2 separate regions of the Ovis aries genome follow, and region 2 is linked to region 1. Evidence: chromatin contacts called from public Hi-C data. All regions are on one chromosome and are shown on one strand. The core of a region is the stretch at or near the end of the contact, and the rest is flanking DNA. Distances in the headings are between cores, read along the strand shown.

Evidence for each region. A called contact is a pair of places that touch in the nucleus more often than the background predicts.
Region 2: a Hi-C map of omental adipose tissue shows a contact between it and region 1, with 1.5 times the contacts expected there. The contact joins two enhancer-like sites. A contact is called at or near these places in 2 of 16 Hi-C or Micro-C datasets (omental adipose tissue and tail adipose tissue).

Annotation. Positions count from the first base shown.
Region 1 is chr11:22,977,380-22,980,079 of ARS-UI_Ramb_v3.0, forward strand. SMG6 (SMG6 nonsense mediated mRNA decay factor) reads right to left here. Exons shown (of 19, transcript XM_015098571.4): 16 at 1,378-1,531. Among named protein-coding and RNA genes, the nearest start is that of HIC1, 13 kb to the left of the region's middle. Within about 2 kb of position 1,307, at least 10 of the 54 cell types and tissues checked have an H3K27ac peak or open chromatin away from gene starts, as enhancers often do.
Region 2 is chr11:23,026,580-23,029,279 of ARS-UI_Ramb_v3.0, forward strand. The region is part of intron 13 of SMG6 (SMG6 nonsense mediated mRNA decay factor); the gene reads right to left. Among named protein-coding and RNA genes, the nearest start is that of TRNAG-UCC, 17 kb to the right of the region's middle. Within about 2 kb of position 1,417, at least 5 of the 54 cell types and tissues checked have an H3K27ac peak or open chromatin away from gene starts, as enhancers often do.

The DNA.
Region 1 (2,700 bases), core at 57-2,556:
CCCATTTCCTGACCATCCAGCAAAGAGCACCCAATTCACTTTCTTACTCCTGAAAATCTCCTGGGCAGGAGAGCACAGGGACTTGCTCTCCTGAAAGCTGCCCAACCCGGGACCCAGTGAGGGCAGAGGGGTGGCTCCAACAACACGAGGGTCTGGCTTGGCCCTGGGGAGACAAGCTGCTCTACTTCTGAAGAACAGAAAACCTTCCTGTGGGTCTCAGGGCCTGGGCTGAAGAGGCTCTGGCCAGGCCACATGGGGAGGGGGAAGGAAGACAGGGAGGGTGGAGGCGGGCCGAGGGCCGCTTCAGTGCCAACATTCTCAGGTGGTGCTAACGTGTTTCCCACAACCCCCCAGGGTTCTACAGCCTCTGCAGGGGCGGATGTTTCCTGCCCTTTGTTTCCACCCTCATCTGGCACTAAGACACTGGGGACTGGGAGGGAAGGCCCAATGGAACATCTTGGCATGGATGTCAGAGGTGGCTTGGCAGGCAGACGGCCAGTCTGGCAGACCGTCCAGAGGCCAGGGCTTCCAAACTTGCTCCAAGTGGCTGCTGAGAGGGGACGTTAAGCAGCCCTAGCTTCCCAGTCGTCTTCCAGACCCCCTCCCTCCAGAGGACAGCTCTCGGCGCTAGCGGCTGTATGAGTTGTACAGACAGAAGCCCGGGGCCCCTCCTGAAGCCGACCCACCACAGGGCTCTGAGAACCAGGGGTGCCTTAGACAGTCCCTGGAGATGGCCCAGCTGGGCTCCTTTGGCCTGAGGGTGGAAGTGCGCGAGCCGGCCCTGAGACGATGACCCTGTACCAGCAAACAGCGACCAGACAGTGGTGAGGGCCCAAGTGGCAGGAATCCACAGGCGGGAGCCACGGGCTTGTGCTGGAGGGCCTCCATCGGCCTGGCCTTAGGGTGACACTGGCCAGAATAACGCTACCTCGAACCAACAGAATGATCGTGAAAAGCTACGAGCCCATCAGACCAAAGGCATCTAACCACTTCAAAATCCTCCCAGCCTCCCTGCCAGACCACCCAGCAGCACTGCCGTTATCTGCCAGGGCTGAGTGTTTACCAATAACGGGAACCAGCTTTGCTGTTTTACTGCGAGCTTTATAAGGATAAAAACAAGGGCTGGGCTCGGGCAGCCTCTGGTTGCTGGGACACAGGAGTCCATTTGCTCAAGCAGTTTAAGCCACGGATCAGCCATAATAATTCGAACTGCTTTGATTATTAAACAGTCTCCCTTGCCCCACGCATTCCCAACTTCCCTGCAAATCCTGTCTTACACACACGGCGGGGCTCTGCCTGCTGGGCCCCCGGGCTGCGGCGCGTGCGCGCAGAGGGGCCTCGCTGCGCATGTGCAGGGCGGGCCCGGCCCTGACTCACCGATGAGGGGCACCACCAGGATGTAGTTCCTGCTTTCCAGCAGCTGCGCCAGGCTGGCCAGGTGGTCAATGAAGCCGTTGGTGTCTGGTACGAGGAACAAGGGTCTGATCTCGAGCTCCATCTGCCTCACGTGACTCTGGTCCTCCAGGACAGCCTACGGGGACACAGAGTGGTGGATGAGCACGCCAGTGCCGGGCAAGCCCGGGCCCTGACTCTTCCGTGTGCATCAGCACCCTGCCCCCTCAGCCTCAACCCCTGCTCCAGAGGGACAGCCAGCCCCCCGTGGGGCTGGCCCAAGACAAACCCACGGAGACCAAAGGCTTGGGGAACAAGGTGTGACTAAAACCCCACGTGGGACTGAGAAGGGACCCTGATGGCATTCAAAATAAAGGGGCTCTGAAAGGAAGACCTGGGGCTAAAAATCAACAAGGCGCAGGAGAGTGGCTTCACACACGTTACTGAGAATACAGGAGGTACTTCTTAATCTAGATACTTTAGACACACACATATACTCAGACAGAATTTGTCATTTCCACTTACTTCACTGTGTAGTTAAGAAAGAAAGAAAAAGAACCACCTCAAAACCTATGCAAAAAAAAGTGATGCTGACAACTAATAATTGACACCACTGTCTCCCAGAGTGGCAGGAGTCCACACAGAGGGACAGATGACATCCCAAGTCACATGTCTGTAGAGAATGCCGTCTGGACTGACGAGAATGAAGACCGTCTTCCCCCGAGCAGCCGGGTGCTCCCTACGCAGGGGTCGTCTGTGTTCCGCCCGTGCTGCTTTGCCACAACTCTGCACAATCTATACTGCTTGTTTACTTGGTGTTTTTCTTTAGATGGACTTCAAGTCAACTCGCTTTTGTGGCTCAGCAAATAATATAAGTGGTATCGGGAGTCTGAGCGCCCAGGCATGTTTACCAGTTCAAGCTGAATTTCCGCAGTAAGGAGTCAGCGTGTCTCCTACGCATCACTAAAAAAACCCCTCGGGCAGTACCAGTGGTCTGGGCAGCACACCTCGGAAAGCTCATGGCCTGGAGCTTGTCAGTCTTACATGTTCCCATCTTTCAGGGTCGTTTCCAAACCCATTTGGAAAAGCCCAGCTTTCTCAAGTCTGACAGGGCACGCGTGGCGGAGACCCTGGGAGATAGGCTCTGGGTCCACCTGTCACTAGGGGCCTGGTCACTCTCCGGCTGCTTCGTCTTCTGGGGACCATGGCCAGGAAGCAAGCTGGTTTGTGGGCATCTGCCCAGACCCCGTGCCCCCAAGTGTGGAGCTGGAGGACACCAAACCAAGCCTGGCAGGGGCCCGGTGCGCA
Region 2 (2,700 bases), core at 167-2,666, 49 kb after region 1:
GCTATAGTCATAAAATGGAAAACTACTCAGAAACAAAAAGGAATGAACTGCCGGTAAGTATGACAACATAAAGGAATCTCAAAGCTTTCTACTAAATGAAAGAAGCCTTATTTAAAAAACTATATACCATTCTTATAAAGTTCTGGAAAGAGCACATCTCATCTATCGTGGGGAAAAAAGTCAGGACAAAGAACAGCCTCTGAGGGAGGTGGGAGGGGGGTTCATGTTTGGGAACGCATGTAAGAATTAAAGATATTAAAATTTAAAAAATTAAAAAAAAAATTAAAAAAAAAAAAAAGAACAGCCTCTGGGGGTAAAGGTGGAGCTAAGGGAGCATAATAAAAAGACTTCAAATTTTGAAAGACCTTGGGTTACAGAAGTATATGCATTTGTCAGAACCTATCAAAGGTACACTTAATATTTGTCCATATCACTGTATGTAAATTTTATCTCAAAAGAAAAAACCATAAGCAAATACTGAATTCTAATGACATATATTCATGCTGAAGGATTTAGAGGAAATATATTGATGATACAGATCAAAAAGAAACATGATAGATGGAGAGATGGATGGAGAGATGGATGACAAAGCAATATTATGAGTGACAGAATCCAGATGTTGAGGATAAGTGAGCTCACTGTAACTTTCAACCTTGCAATATAATAAACCATTGAGAACCAATTCTATCACCGGAAAATAAAAAGACAATGTATATTTGGATGCAGTGGACATGGCTGTTTGCATTTTAAAAAAAAACAACCCACCTATCTTTATCCTGGTTGCCTTCACTAAACGGCTGTCTCAGTAGCTATTAAGGAAAACAGGTCAGAATGCTGGTTTTGCCACCTAGAAGAAGTCTTCAGCTGCTTATGTCATAACACTGGCTCTGATACAAATCTTCAAATTTGAAAGGCTAGAAATGTTGAAAAAGTAGAGGCAGTTTCAATACCCAGAAGGCAGGGCTGGGAACTGAGAGCTATAAATTTGGCTCTGGCACCCGGTGGGGAGGGGGCCATGGCTGAACGATGTCAGAAGTCACAGAGAACCTCGCCAGCTCCAGCAGTTCTCTGTCTGGATGTCAGCCCCACACACTGGCTTCAAACCTCAAGAAACTAGAAGATCTCACCAGTGGGATCCGCCAGAGCAGCTGAAACACCTCCCTGTAAATAATAAATGTTTATCTGGGCAGATAACCTGGCAGATAGCCGCGTCCTGATCTTAGGCAACTTGAAACCCCACAACGGGAGGCTGAGCACAGAGGGGCCCTGTGCCTCTGCCACACTGGTAGGAAGGCAGGGATGGAAGGTGGTCCTGGCTCCTACTACAAGAGAGGCAGCAGGAAGCCACTCTGCAAGTGCCAGCTTCTTCTCTCCTGGGCCACGGCCAGATGCCTTGAAACACAGAGGGTGGGGACAGAAAAGTCAAGTCAACCAACACTAAACAATGCCACCGCATGAAGCTGGCTGTTACACCACAGCCCCGAAGGTATGAGGAGCTCTGGCGTGTTGGCCGCTGCCACAGGAACCACACTGGCGGAGGGCTTCCCCAGGCCTGGGTGGGAGGCTCATCACTGACTCCGGCCACACACACAGGCTCAGTCGCCACCTCGGTCAGTGGCAAACAGCTGCCGAGAGAGGAGGGGCAGACTCTGGGATGCTGCACTCTGCACAGCCAAACCTGCCACTTTAGGAGACTCCAGACAAGATCTGTAAGAGCCATGCGGCTTAGACCTCACAGGGGAAGCGGGGGAGAGGGCCGTACAGGGAACCAGGCAGCTAGAAGAAAGGAATGGAGGTGTGCTGGCGGCACAGAGATGCTGTTCACTGACAACTGTCTCTGCAAACAGTTTGACTACCAGTTCTGAAAACCCTACTCCCTAATTGAGGGATTAAGTCTTGGCACTGGTTACTCCTCCATCTACACAGGCGTCTGCTCACACTGCTCCCAGGAGCGGAGAGGACAGGGAAGTGGAACCCACAGTTTGCCTAAAGGGAAAGTTCAACCCTTGTTCAGCAGATTATGCTCGAGTTCTTTCCCAGGGAAGAGAACGGAGATACTTTAACAAAGGTTCTTTGCACTGAAAGAGTACCAAGTTAAGTTCAGCAGAACAATGAGGGTGTGGATCTGGGATGAAGCCTAATGGAGGAGTCGAGGAGTAGAGGAGAGAGGGAGAAAGGGAGAGAGGGAGGGGGAGAGAGAGAGAGAGAGAGAGTGTGTGTGTTTTCTTCTTTGGAGGGTTGGGGGAAGTTGCCAATCCATTCTGTAGGCTTCAATAGCACTTATAGCTCCTTTATAATCATTTCCTGAAAACACAGTAGGAAGAGAGTGGTATTTGCTTACCCCACCCTCCATCTAACACTGCCCCAGCAATCCAACTATGTGCTTTAAACTGAGAAGAGGCCAGCTTTTTGCCTTTGGCAGCACTGACGGCCAGACATTACCAGCACTCCTGTGAACAGCTCCAGGCTCCACCCAAAGAAGACTGCACACACTGAAATCCAAGAGGAATATCATTCCAGCACAATAGCCCAGGAGAGAAAGAGGAGAGCTGAGAAAGCTGGGTGGGACAGCTGGGACGCTACTGAGTTCTGACACCAGAACGCCCAAGTGGCTAGCACAGGAATTTGGGCAGAGTGGCAGTAGAGCAATTCTAGCGTGGGGAAACCAAATGCTACAATAAAGAAGCTATCCGTTTACAA